2 separate regions of the Sus scrofa genome follow, and region 1 is linked to region 2. A link is a contact called in public HiChIP or PLAC-seq data. All regions are on one chromosome and are shown on one strand. Each heading gives the region's core, a stretch centred on a gene start, on an enhancer-like site or on the middle of the called end of the contact. The rest is flanking DNA. Distances are from core to core; before and after follow the strand shown. Region 1 has its middle 16 kb from the start of DNAJC5B. Region 2 overlaps ADHFE1 (hydroxyacid-oxoacid transhydrogenase, mitochondrial).

Region 1 (6,163 bases), core at 2,138-4,637, 380 kb before region 2:
TTCTTATCCACTGCACAAATATTTATGGGCTAAATTAGTAAAACCACCACTCTCCAGAATATGGGAGACATAAAGGCAAAGTTTTCCTATCTGAAACTTCCAATGGCATCAAAACCTTAAAAATAGTGATTCTTATACTTTAGAAATTCTTTGATTTTCAATGTCAGCCCAGTCCGAACCCCTGTTCCCACTCCCTGCAAAATGCTGCTTAAAGCCTACTGGCAGGGCTTCTTATCCAAAGCGCCATTGACAGAACTACTGCCAAAAACTTGCTGGAGCTGAACAAAAAGACCAGTGGGTGTGGACAGAAGAAAAGTTATGCTTGAATGATAAGCAAACACCAGAAGAATTAATTTTACAAGCTCACCTTTGAGATCAGATAAAGGCAGCTTGACTTTTTAAAGACAATATTCAATTTTATCAGTTTAATAAACAGCTCTTAGCAACTTGATAGTCATCTTTTACGGGCAGAAACAAAGAAGCCTTATTAACAGTTAAATTTAAATTGTTCACTAATCTTACTTTAGTTTATTGCCTCTTTCATGATGATCTTTTACTAAATGAGTCTAAAAAAATACTTGGTGATGTGTGTAAACAAGCCAGAAATTCTCAAGACTGTGGTCTAATGAAAGCAAATAAACATAGTTTACAAAATAATTCAGAATTCTGAAAGGGACAGTGTTTGGGGTGTAAATATAGGTTTCTACAAACAAGATGTTAATAATCACAAGTCAATATTCATAAAGATCACTATAAAGATGGGAAATGGAAAAAAATGTCCTTTGGATTCAGAAATATATCCTAATCAATTACAAAACAATTCTGTCCGGGGTTATTAACATTTATATTCCAACAGATTTTTGCAAATGTTTATTGAATTCCAGCTATGTGCAATGAATAGTTCTCAAAGTATACGCATCCAGTCAATGCAATCAGCCATTAAATTTTTACCAAGGGCTGGACTATGAGCAGTCTGGGTAACATGGGTACACACTGCTTTTGCCTCTCCAGCCTCTATGTAGTGCTCCTTCTTTTATTAGTAACACCTGAATCTTCCTTTGGGGAATTCATCTCTTTATTCCACACTGCATATTTCCATAGGATTTATTCCACCCTATTAGCCCCAAGGATATTCAGGTGATCATGACTGGCTCAGTGGTCTTTTGGTCACAATGGGTGATTTACAGATGGGCATAAATATAGATTGAAACAGAGATGGGTTCAGAGATATAAGCCAGGCTAATGAGACTGAATTCTGGGTTTCTGTTGAAGAAACTTGGGCAAGAGAAGCTTTCTTCCCACAGATTGCAAGCTGTAAGGGTGATGAGCTGAGACTCTGCCTAGAAGGACACCCACACAGAAGATGGGAGGGAGACCATGTGCTGTTGGGTATTTTCCACTTACCTCGAGATCTCTCTCCTCCTCTCCTGTCAGCTGATTAAACAGGCTCTGTTGACCTCCCTCCCGCTTTGGCTGCTGGGTGGGAGTGCTGGTCAGGAGGTCAGAGACACTGATTACTTCTTTCCCACTCCCTTTCTGTGGAGTCTCCTCAGGTTGGCTGTATCTCTACCAAAGGCTACGGGCTTCTGTCAGGGGACCTGTCTTACAACTTGCTGTCTTCAGGTTCCAGTAACCACACCTGTTTTCCCCCTCAGGCCTAGAGATGGTAACCATGTCCTACTCTTACTTGTAACTTGCTCTGATACTTCAATATCTCTTTTAATTTTCCTAAACCCTGCCCTCATCTTTGTAAGCAGTGCTCTTTTAAAACTAAATTTGAGGCAGCCATCTATTTCCTGCTAGTACTCTAATAAATCAAATGAAATTATTTGAGTTCTGGATTTAGACATACTTAAAGACAGTGACATGTCTGACTTTTCAGTCACTTGAGCCAAAAAATTTCCTTTTTCCTAAAGGCTGTTTGAATTGGGCTCTCTGTTGCTTACAACAGAGAGTCGTAATACAATTTGTTAGGTTCTTTTGATTACATAGACTTACACTTAACACTTAAAAAAAGGGAAGTGACAACATCTGGGCCCCTCAAACGTACATGTTGAAGTCCTAACCCCAGTACCTCCGAATGTGTTTGGAGACAGGGTCTTAAAGAGGTAATCAGGTTAAAATGAAGTCATTACAGGGGCCCTAATCTAATCTGACTGGTATCCTTTTAAGAAAAGGAGATCAGAACACAGACACAACAGAAGGAGAACCCTGAAGGCACAGGGAGAAGAGAGCTACCTATGAGCCAAGGTGAAACCAACCTGCCAGCACTTTGATATCAGACTTCCAGCCTCCAGAATTGTTAGACAATGAATGTCTGTTGTTTCAGCCACTTAGTCTGTGGTACTTTGTTATAGCAACTCCAGCAAACTAACAGAGGCGCCTATAAACTAGAATTAGGGCCAATGACTTTCTCCAGCAATCTGAGCCAACACAGTCTCTTAGCTAAGGCGTCTGTGTCCCTCTGTAAATTGGTTCCATTGACCTTTATACTCACTGGTCAGTCTCTCCATAGTTCTCAATCCAAAGAAACCTAAATTAATTGGTTTGGCTAACGACCACTGATACGATTGGGGTGAGACCTTTGCACTGACCCACCTCATGGGTCTGGCCAGCAATGGATAAACTACCTTTGGATCATACACCCTTGTTTGGTTCCACCAGTGACTGCCACATGTAGAGAACATGCTGGTTTTCTGCACAGAAAGTGGTGGAAAGATGAGTTTCATGGAGAAAGAGAAGGTGGATACAGCTGGTATTTGACAAATTCAGCATTTGGTCTCCTGGGCTACTGGAGAAACATCAATACCAACACATACCACTCGGATTTGGCTTCAGTTTTCACCAGAGTAGCCAATTCCTCATTTCAGTTACTCACAAGACCCACCTTCTTGACCCTGAGTTTCATAAGGGACCCTAGAATCCTGACAATAACCACACTGCTTTGCTTGAGTTAGTCTGATGTGTTTATTACTTGAGAACAAAGGCTTGTTAAAATAATTTCCAAAGAGAACAGTAATTTTGTCCAGGGAAGAGGGTCTGTTAGTAAGTAGGACTTTTAAGGATGATTCCTGACAGCACCACCAACTCAGTGACAATGCTTCACTTCTTCAAGTTCAACACAGGAAATGGAAGGATCACCAAAGGGCATTGTCTGCCTGCCCACAATGCAGCCAGACAACCTTGAGAAGGCACCTCGGGAGGTCATCTCCTCCTACCTCAGGCAGGAACTGTTTTTTCTAGTTTCTGGAACACTAAAGAAGATTTTCTCAAATTTCCTAAACTGATAATTTTTTCCCCTTATGCACTGACTTCTCAGCAGCTCTTTCTTTACTCACTTCCTGATACCACAGAGAAAGAAGCAGATGGGCACAGACTAAAGTTTCACAATTTGTGGAGCTGACACCATGTGTCCAGCAGTGTGATTACATTTCTGTCAGTGGTCATTTCCCCCTTTGGGGAGGTCGGAGGTGGAGGCTAGGCTGGGGTGAGCATAAGCATATGGGGCCCCTAGGCTTTCAGGCCTACCCCGGGGGCCCAGGAGGCCCATCCAGCAGAATGGCCAGGGCCATTTCATTATATCCAGGAGCCTGCATGTATGGGAGTCTGGGTGGGTGGGAGAAACCTGACCCTTTACCAAAGACGAATATTTTGGAAGAAGTTGAGGGTGGGTGAGGGGCACACGTGGAAAGCCATCTTTTATTTACTAGGAACAAAATTAAAAAACATTGAAAGATTTAAGTTGAAAGAGCCACAAGATGAGATTTTCACCTGAGAAAGACTACTCTGGATTACTCTGAATGAAGTGGTTTGGAGATAGAGCTGGGTCCAAAGGTTGTTGAAGGAAGCTGGGCTAGAGGTGATGATGGCCCAAAAGAACTGGAGTCAGTGGAGGTGAGGAGAGGGGGACACTGAGAAAAATGCAGGGATTATAATGTGGTCAGGCCTGTTGTCCATACCCCAGGAGGAGCAGGTGCCAGGGTACATCAAGGTACATCTGTGGTGCAAGGATCCTTGGCTTTGGTGTTGGGGGATGGGATGGGACGGGATGGCCAGGACCATGTCTGAGTGCTCTGCCTTCAGTTCTCTCTGCCCAAGGCCAGGAAAAAATGCGGACATCTATTAGCACATTGCAAATTCCTTAAAAAGGCAAACGGATCATCCCACTTAGGAGAGAGTGGTAAAAGAGGACTATGCAACAGAGGTAGAGGGCTAGGAAGAAAACTCTCTGCATTATTTGGAGCTGGACACAACTGGTGAAGAGCAAGACAGCAGCCCTTGGGGAGAGCCGAGGAGCATGTGGAGCTGAAGAGTCTACATATGCCTCTCAAAAATTAATACTGACACAGCCCAGCTCTGGCTGGTCTTTTAGGGAAAGGGGCTATTTAAGGGGGAGGAAAATTTTTCAGAATTTTGAGTATATGGTAATTTTATTTATTTATTTATTTTTTGCTAGCCATATTTTTATCCCTTCACTTCCTGCTCCTTTCCATTTTAGGGACTGTCCAAATGGTGAAGACTGGAGGTCAGACTTTTGTCTGGTGAGGTAGACTGCGTCATTGCCAGGTAACTATTTGCTCTCTCCTCTCCTCCCTCCATTGACATTAGGTCTGACTGTATGACTCACACTGATCAATAAAATGTGAGCAGAGGCTTAAATTGTGATTGTATGGTTTGGCTTAGCTTTTTGCCATAAAAAGAGCCCTCTCCTGCTGCCGGGTCCTGAAGTAGGGGCGGAGAAGCAGACCTGAACTACCTGCAGGTTGGAGCAGAGCCACTGCAGGCAACCTAAGATCCATGAGCCACATACCTTTGTTTTGTAAGTCACGGAGATCTGGGGGTTGTAGTAAAACAACATTATTGCACAGCATTATTGCAGTAAAAGCTAACATAAAAACTAGTCTCTGAAAATGTGATGCTGCTGAGATAAAAACTTAAAATATGTGTCCTTGGCCTTGGGACTGACTGAACAGCAGGCAGCAAGAAAGTGTTGGAAACTGGAAAGATGATGATCCATATTATGTAGTAGTAAATATTTGGTAAAACTGCCACCTGAGATAACCCGAAGACATAAAATATATCTTGTGAGCGCATGGTTTTTGGGTGAAGAGATTTCAAGATAGTATGAGTTGGATGCTGCCTTTGATAAGGTCTTTCAAGAAGGAACTGACCTGCTTGCAAGCAGGGCTGACAGAATAGAGAGTGACTCCATAAATTCCAAAACTTGCAAACTTGAAAAGTAGAGCTGTTTCTCATCTTCAAATAGAACAAGAAAAATTGAGTAATGTTTAAAGCCACAAAGCCTGATTAAGATGCTAATAAAGATCAAGTCTCAGGACAAAGATCAAATAAAAATCACCATTATACTCTTTATAAAACTTTGGACTGGATTAAGGTGGCTCCTAATAAATTCCTTCATCTGGACAAAATAGCTCATAGAAGGGAAATAAGAACTAGGTTTCACAGAACTTGATAAATTGCAACTATCTGTAATTAAGTATGTAGAGAGGGAAGCATGACTTAAAAATGATATAGATATAGCTGTTGCCTCATGGAGCTAACCTGAATCACACACATAAAATTTTTTACTAGTTTCTGACAGAGATTTAGGTCCTAAAGCAGCCTTGCCTAGATTAAAAAAAGACTGGTTTGCTTTTTTTTTTTTTTTTTTTTTTTTTTTCTTTTTTTCCTGTTTTTAGGGCCATATGGAAGTTCCCAGGCTAGGGGTCAAATAGGAACTATAGCTGCCGGCCTATACCTCAGCCACAGAAATGTGGCATCCAAGCCCCGTGTCTGTGACCTATACCATAGCTTACAGCAATGCCCAATCCTTAACCTACTGAGCAAGGCTAGGATCAAACCTGCCTCCTCATGGGTACTAGTTGGGTTCATTACCACTGAGCCACACAGGAGCTTCTTTTTTTTTTTCTGAATGAGACTGAGACTCCTTGAGCCATAATAAAAGATCTTAGGGTAATAATAATGTGTCAGTATTGGTTCATTAATTGTGACAAATGTACCTTATTAATGTGAGATGTTAGTAATAGGAGAAACATGGTGTTGGATATATGAACTCTCTGTACTATCTTAGCAACTTTTGTGTAAGTCTAAGACTATTCTCAACTAAAATTTTATTTTTTCAAAAAGACCTTGGGGTCCCCAA
Region 2 (5,991 bases), core at 1,404-3,903:
AGGGAAGCAGCTTTAAAAGAAAGGAGATGTGGCCAAAGAGGTGGGAGCAGGCCAGTTTTGCAATGCTCTCACCCCATACAGCAGGGAACTAAGCCGCCTGACATCCTAGAGGCAGGCGGGGCAGACAGTAAACTAGTAATTAAAAGTTAGAGCCTATTAGATAGTGATGGGTATTAAAGAGAAAGAAAAAGCAAACCGGGGGCTGGGGTGGGGGTGGGGGTGGAGAAGGACATGCGATTTCAGAGAAGCCAGTCAGAGAAGACCTCACTTGCTAGCCTCCTGTTGCCGCTATAACAAATTCCCACAAACCTGGTGGCTTAAAACAACGCTTATTTGTTATCTTACAGTTCTGGAGCTCAGAAGTCCAAAATCAGTTTTCCTGAGCCACAGTCAAGGTGTGAGCAGAGCCACCTTGCCCTCAGAGGCTCTAGGGCAGAGTTCAGTACCTTTCTGTTCACAGCTTCTGGAGCCGCACTGCTCGCATTCCTTGGTGGTGGCCCCTTCCCCATCTTGAGAGCCACCACCTTGCTTCCATGGCCACAATGCCTTCCTCTGTCAAATCTCTCCCTCTGCAGCTCTCTGTTAAGGAACATCACATGGTTACGTTTAGGGCCCACTCAGAGAAGCCGGATAATCTCTCCATCTCAAGATTCTGAATCACATCTGCAGAGTCCCCTTTGCCATATAATGTGACAGGTTCCAGGGATTAGGCTCAGAATGTCTTCCAAGGGCTCAGCTACGCCACATTTGCTGAATAAAGACCAGTGAAAGGAGGGTGCAAAGCACGTGGCTCCCCTGGGGAGGTGTCTGGAGGTGGAGCGTGTCCGGCGTGGTCTCCAAACAAGGTGACGACCAGAGCGGGCAGGAAAGAAAGGAGGCCAGAGATACTGGGAGCTGGGGGGTGGGGGGCAGCCAAGGATGACCCCAAGCTTTTCTGGCCTAAGCAACTGCAAGGATGACGTTCTCATCAGCTGGAACCAGAGGAGGCTTTGAGGAAAGATCAGGAACTGAGTCTTAGGCAGGGAAAATGTTAGATGTTAATAGGCATTCACATGAAGATGTTGAGGCAGCTGATTCTGGGGTTCAGGAGGGAGGTCTAAACAGAAAGGATAAAGTGGGAGCCATCAGCATAGAAGATATTCAAGGCCATGGGACCGGGGAGGGTCACTTGGGATGTAAATGTGGAAAGAAAAGAGAAGGCAAAGGCTGAATGCTGGAACCTTCCAGCATTTAGAGTCAAGAACATGAAAAGAAACTAGGACAGCAGCAGCCAGCGCAGTAAGAAGAAAACCAGAGAGTTATGTCATGGAAACCAAGGGCAGAAAGTTTTTCCAGGGAGGAGGGAGAGAAGGAAAGGACACAAATGACTGACAGGTCTGAACTGAGAACCAAGCGGTGCATTAGTGCTGAAGGGAGGGCACTCGTGACCTGGGAAGTCTGCCAGCAAAGCCACAGGGCAAAGGCTTACTGGAGGAGATTCCAGACAGAGAGTGGGAGAGGAGCCAGTGGAGAGAGCAGGTGTAGTCACTGAAGGGAAGGAGAGAAGTAGGGGTGGCGGGTGGGAGAGGGAAGAGGGACAAGGGGAAGTTGCTGGTTGATTGCCTGTTGATACAATGTGGGGAAACCAACACTCTCCGAGCTGATGGATAAGATTTCAGGGGAGGGAAGTTTTGATGATGCAGGAGAGAAAAGGCAGAACTGTTAAGAGCGATGTTTTTGAGTAGCTGAGCAGAGCCGAGAGTTAGTGCACAGGGGAGAGGCTGGCCTTTGCTAAGAGCACGGCCGGTTAATCTACCATAGCAGGAGGGAAGCCAGAGCCAGAAGGTGGGTAGAGGATAGCCTTGTTCTAACCCTGGGGATTTCAGGGAGCCGAGGAATGTGTGGGAGGCTAGGAAATGGAGTTGGTGAGTGGAGGCAAGGAGGAGAGAACCAGAGGGTGAACAAGCCAGAGGAGACAAGGGGCTGAGAGTTTTCTAAGCATGAAACTCTTAAATAGGACAAGAATAAAGTGAAGGGGAAGACTAGGACACACAGGACAGAGGGAGGTCCCAAGAAGGGTAGAGGGGATGGGTTTCAAATCACAAATAAGGGGTAGAAATGAGGAACTGAGGTGGCCTGAAAGCTTGAAAAATATATAATAAAAAGAGAAGAGGGCAGCAGAAAGAAGCTTGTGCTCCCAAGGTCTTTCGCGTTGGTAAGCTTCGGAGTTTGCGTTTTTCCTTACCTTTAAGTCTCTTTTCTTGTCCTGGGAGGCACAAAGTAGGGAAAGACCTTAAAAGTAATGCCTTGGAAGGGACAAGCGGGGCCTCGCCTGCCTGAGTTTTCAAGCTGGGCAGCTCCAGGGAAGCCTCACATGTGGCGTTTCCGGCCGCGCCCACCAGATGGCAGCCTCGCCTCGCCTTGGCGCTCACCCGGCCCACGCCGGTTTCACCTAATTCACAATTTTTGAGATCTTAACCATCCTTGAATTTAACGCTTTACTTTCCGTCTCTCGTGTCCCTCTACGACGTCTTCATTCCAGATTTGAAGGGGGCAGGTGCACGCAGGTGCCCATCGGACCTATTAGGACAGGGTCCCCTGGGCAGTCGATAGAAACATAAACCCTTCAGGGAGGCTCAATCCATAGCGCGCGGCAGGAGAAGTGGGAGAAGGGACTGTCCCAGAAATAGGAGGCGACAGGACCGGAAGGGATGCGGAAGGCAAGGGGGGTAAGGTCTAGCAAAGAGGAGGACGTGGAAAATCTGTAGAGGGGCGGTGAGAAATGAGCCGAGGTGAGCATCTGGTAAGAAGGTGACAGGTGTGAGAGCAATTCAGGGGGACATGGAGGGTGGGGCCGAGGAGGGGACAGCGCGGAGAAGGGACAGAGATCCGGGGTGGTGACCAGGGAGACCTGCAGGCCCACGAGGGCTTCCGGAGGCCCCAGCCGAGAGCCTGTTTGAAAGAAAACTAAAATCTGTGAAGTTAACGGGTAAACACAAGAAAAGCTCGGGGCGGCGGGGGGGGGTAGTTAACAAGGGGGCAATTTGGCCAAAGCCCTTAACCTAGTTAAGAGCTGAAATCCCATCTTCAACTTAGGGTACCCCCAACACTGCTCATCTCTGCTCCCGCGGGCATTAACTAGTGTTGAATAATTGGTGAAGGAATGGCCCTAAAAAATTGAAAAAACGCTCAGTCAGCTTTTGTGCGTGGTGATTTCTGCCTTTTTCTATCGTTCGATGTTCACCAGTAGCTACTACTTTGATAGCATTTTAGGACTAGGATGCAATGTAAGTTACATTTACGCTGCTTATCTTTTGGTTTTCTGGTTTCACTCTACACTTTTTTTTTTCTGTTTCCCTAGATGCCAGTGTCCAAGTCATTCTCATACTTATTCCCAAGGTAATAATACATTTTGTGTTTAGCCACAATTTCTGTTTCCACTGTTGGCAATACCTGTGGGCAAAGTGTAAAGCAAGAAAATCAAGGCCTGTGAGGGGAAGACTGAGAAAAATGGTTGCCCTTTCACTTAAAATTGGTAATTAATATACTACATCAGCTGAATGGATGCTACTGGTTATGTGTTTGGCTCGAATATATGTTTAGTGTTTATACTGTCTTTCTACTTCGAGTAGAATTATTTAATGCTGTTTCTATATTTAATGCTATTTATAATGTCTTTCTACTTTTAATAGAGTTATTTGAAAAAGCTAAAAATGGTGGCACAAATAGGACTTTAGGATTGTTTATCGAACACAATCAAGATGAAGTCTGTGAAAGGTCCTAATACGTCACAAAAAAGAAAGCATCTAAAAAATAAATAAATAAAAAATAAAAAACAATGTGGTCCCTAGGAGGAAACAAATCAATTTTTAAAATAATACTCTATTTCTTAATAATTAAAAATGACAGAACTTTTTTCAATTCCTATAAACATCTCAATCCTCACCAACTCCATTGTCCACAGAGCAGCAGGAAGCTCACTGCTGCTTCAAACTGTCCTCAGAATGTCACATGAATTATACCGACACAAAAACTGATTTCACCTCTTAGAAGAACAGGTCAAGTCTGAACAGTGCTAAGAGATGAAAAAGAGGGGCCTATACAGACAGGATCCTAAACAGAAGCCCACAGTGAAGCCTGCTGGCCTATACAAGAGATGGAGTAACTGGCTGAGGGCTTGTCCTCAAATACAAGGAGAGACTCATCCTTCAGGACCAGCCAAGGGACCTCCCTGTCATTAACAGCCATCCATCAAGCAGGCTCTGCCTTGTAGACCCTCATGGACACAAGCAGAATTTCTTCTTCAGCTGCTCTGCTGCAATTCTTAATTGGTTTCAACAAAGAATCAGTATTTCTTCCTATCCAGGGGCAATAAAATTAATAATTTAGAGAAAGATAATCTCATTGTTTTCTAGGATCCAGTTGACATCTTTTCATAAACTTTTGTAAGAGGAGTAACAGATTTTCTTTAAAGCCTATAGGGATCAAAGAAAGTTGAATTATGACCTCTGCCCTCTATCAAAGGTAGACTGGTACCTGGTTGTGGTCTCTTTAATCTTAAAAAAAAAAAATGGTAGTGAAAATTTTTCTATAGACTTTTCTCCAATCATATGACTGGCCAAGACTGATAGAAATAAGATTATCCAAACAAAGATAAAAACCATTAGGGAGAGCCCTTTTGTTATTCCAATATGCCAGAAATTCATATTTGCCATAACTAAATCTGATACTTTGCAAAGAAATAAAAATTTTTTATTAAATTTTCCAAAGAAAACTCTATATGTATAAGCTTGAGAAATATAAATATCTTGCTGTGGTAAATAACCTGGGGGAAAAAATCTTAAACAAATGATCACAGTTGCTAAGAGAAATGTAAGCAAGACTCATCAATAAATTTACTAATAGTTGTTCTCTACAATAATCGAGCTCTAGAGAATTTTTTTCCTAGCAGATTTTTACACATTTTGTTTTCAAAAGTATATTTTAATTTCAACAGAGAAAAATTTTAAATAACTTTATTGTCACACAATCCTCATCAAGTTAGCATTACATTCCCTTTAGATGCAGGTTTAAATTTTGATCTGATAGGCAACAATGAAACCTGAACAATATATCTTAGATAAATAAGGCTTCAAGGAACATGTTTATGTTCATTGCTGGAATATCAGTTTATTATCAAATAACAATATGTTTGCTTTGTTTTTGAGGCTTACTCTGATGCTAATTTTTACATTTCTAGCTCCTGGATTTTCACCTTCTGGGAAAACAACAGATTATGCCTTTGAGGTAGATTTAATCTATTCATTCTTTCTTTTATGAATGATTTGAAAAAATACAACCAGAGTATTTTCCTAATGCATTATTATCTCATCTGAAATCCGTTATTAATTGATGTTCTCTAGTCTCATTACTTGATCAGCATCTACTTAGCAAAGAAACTTTTTAGGACCATGGACTATAAACCTTCCGATAACATGAGTAATAACTGTCGAGGTGTGGGTTCAATCCCCAGCCAGGCACAACGAGTTAAAGGTTCTGGCTGCGGTGATGGTTGCAGCTGCAGCTCGGATTCAGTCCCTGCCCTGGGAACATATGGCATGAGTATGGCCATAAAATAAATAAATCAAATAGGGCAAATAACCATTAAAATAGGGCAAATTCCCAGTTCTACAAACTTTCCCTCCAACTCACATGTTGTGTGATAAATCTTCTTTGGTTTTGTAATTATAACAATCCCACAAGAGCTCCAAGTAATCTGTTGAAGCAAGAATAAAGGAACTATTAATTCTGGTGAATTTTTATCACACTATAATTACATAATTTTTGTTTAAATCCGTCTCCTCCTACTTCAGGAGTCATAAATTAAAATGTGACCAAAAGGTCGAGAGTTAATTATTCCAAGAGCAGGCTGGGTAAGGACGGTGCTGGTTCACTGGCAGCACAGGCCCGTCTGTAGGGTGCAGGCTATACTCAGCCCAGAGGACGGCTGCCACACTGGGATGCAGGCCCGGT

What was found. HiChIP or PLAC-seq counts read pairs in DNA pulled down with a chosen protein or histone mark.
Region 1: a contact with region 2 is called in an H3K27ac HiChIP or PLAC-seq map of alveolar macrophages. The contact joins two enhancer-like sites. A contact is called at or near these places in 1 of 5 promoter capture datasets (liver) and 1 of 2 datasets of contacts at active chromatin or transcription factors (alveolar macrophages).

Annotation. Positions count from the first base shown.
Region 1 is chr4:68,653,600-68,659,762 of Sscrofa11.1, reverse strand. No RefSeq gene overlaps it. Among named protein-coding and RNA genes, the nearest start is that of DNAJC5B, 16 kb to the right of the region's middle. Within about 2 kb of position 3,387, at least 13 of the 83 cell types and tissues checked have an H3K27ac peak or open chromatin away from gene starts, as enhancers often do. A contact at or near this core is called in alveolar macrophages, where this site is marked.
Region 2 is chr4:68,276,728-68,282,718 of Sscrofa11.1, reverse strand. ADHFE1 (hydroxyacid-oxoacid transhydrogenase, mitochondrial) reads left to right here. Exons shown (of 14, transcript XM_003125603.4): 2 at 3,341-3,378; 3 at 5,219-5,265. Among named protein-coding and RNA genes, the nearest start is that of ADHFE1, 5.7 kb to the left of the region's middle. Within about 2 kb of position 2,653, at least 24 of the 83 cell types and tissues checked have an H3K27ac peak or open chromatin away from gene starts, as enhancers often do. A contact at or near this core is called in alveolar macrophages, where this site is marked.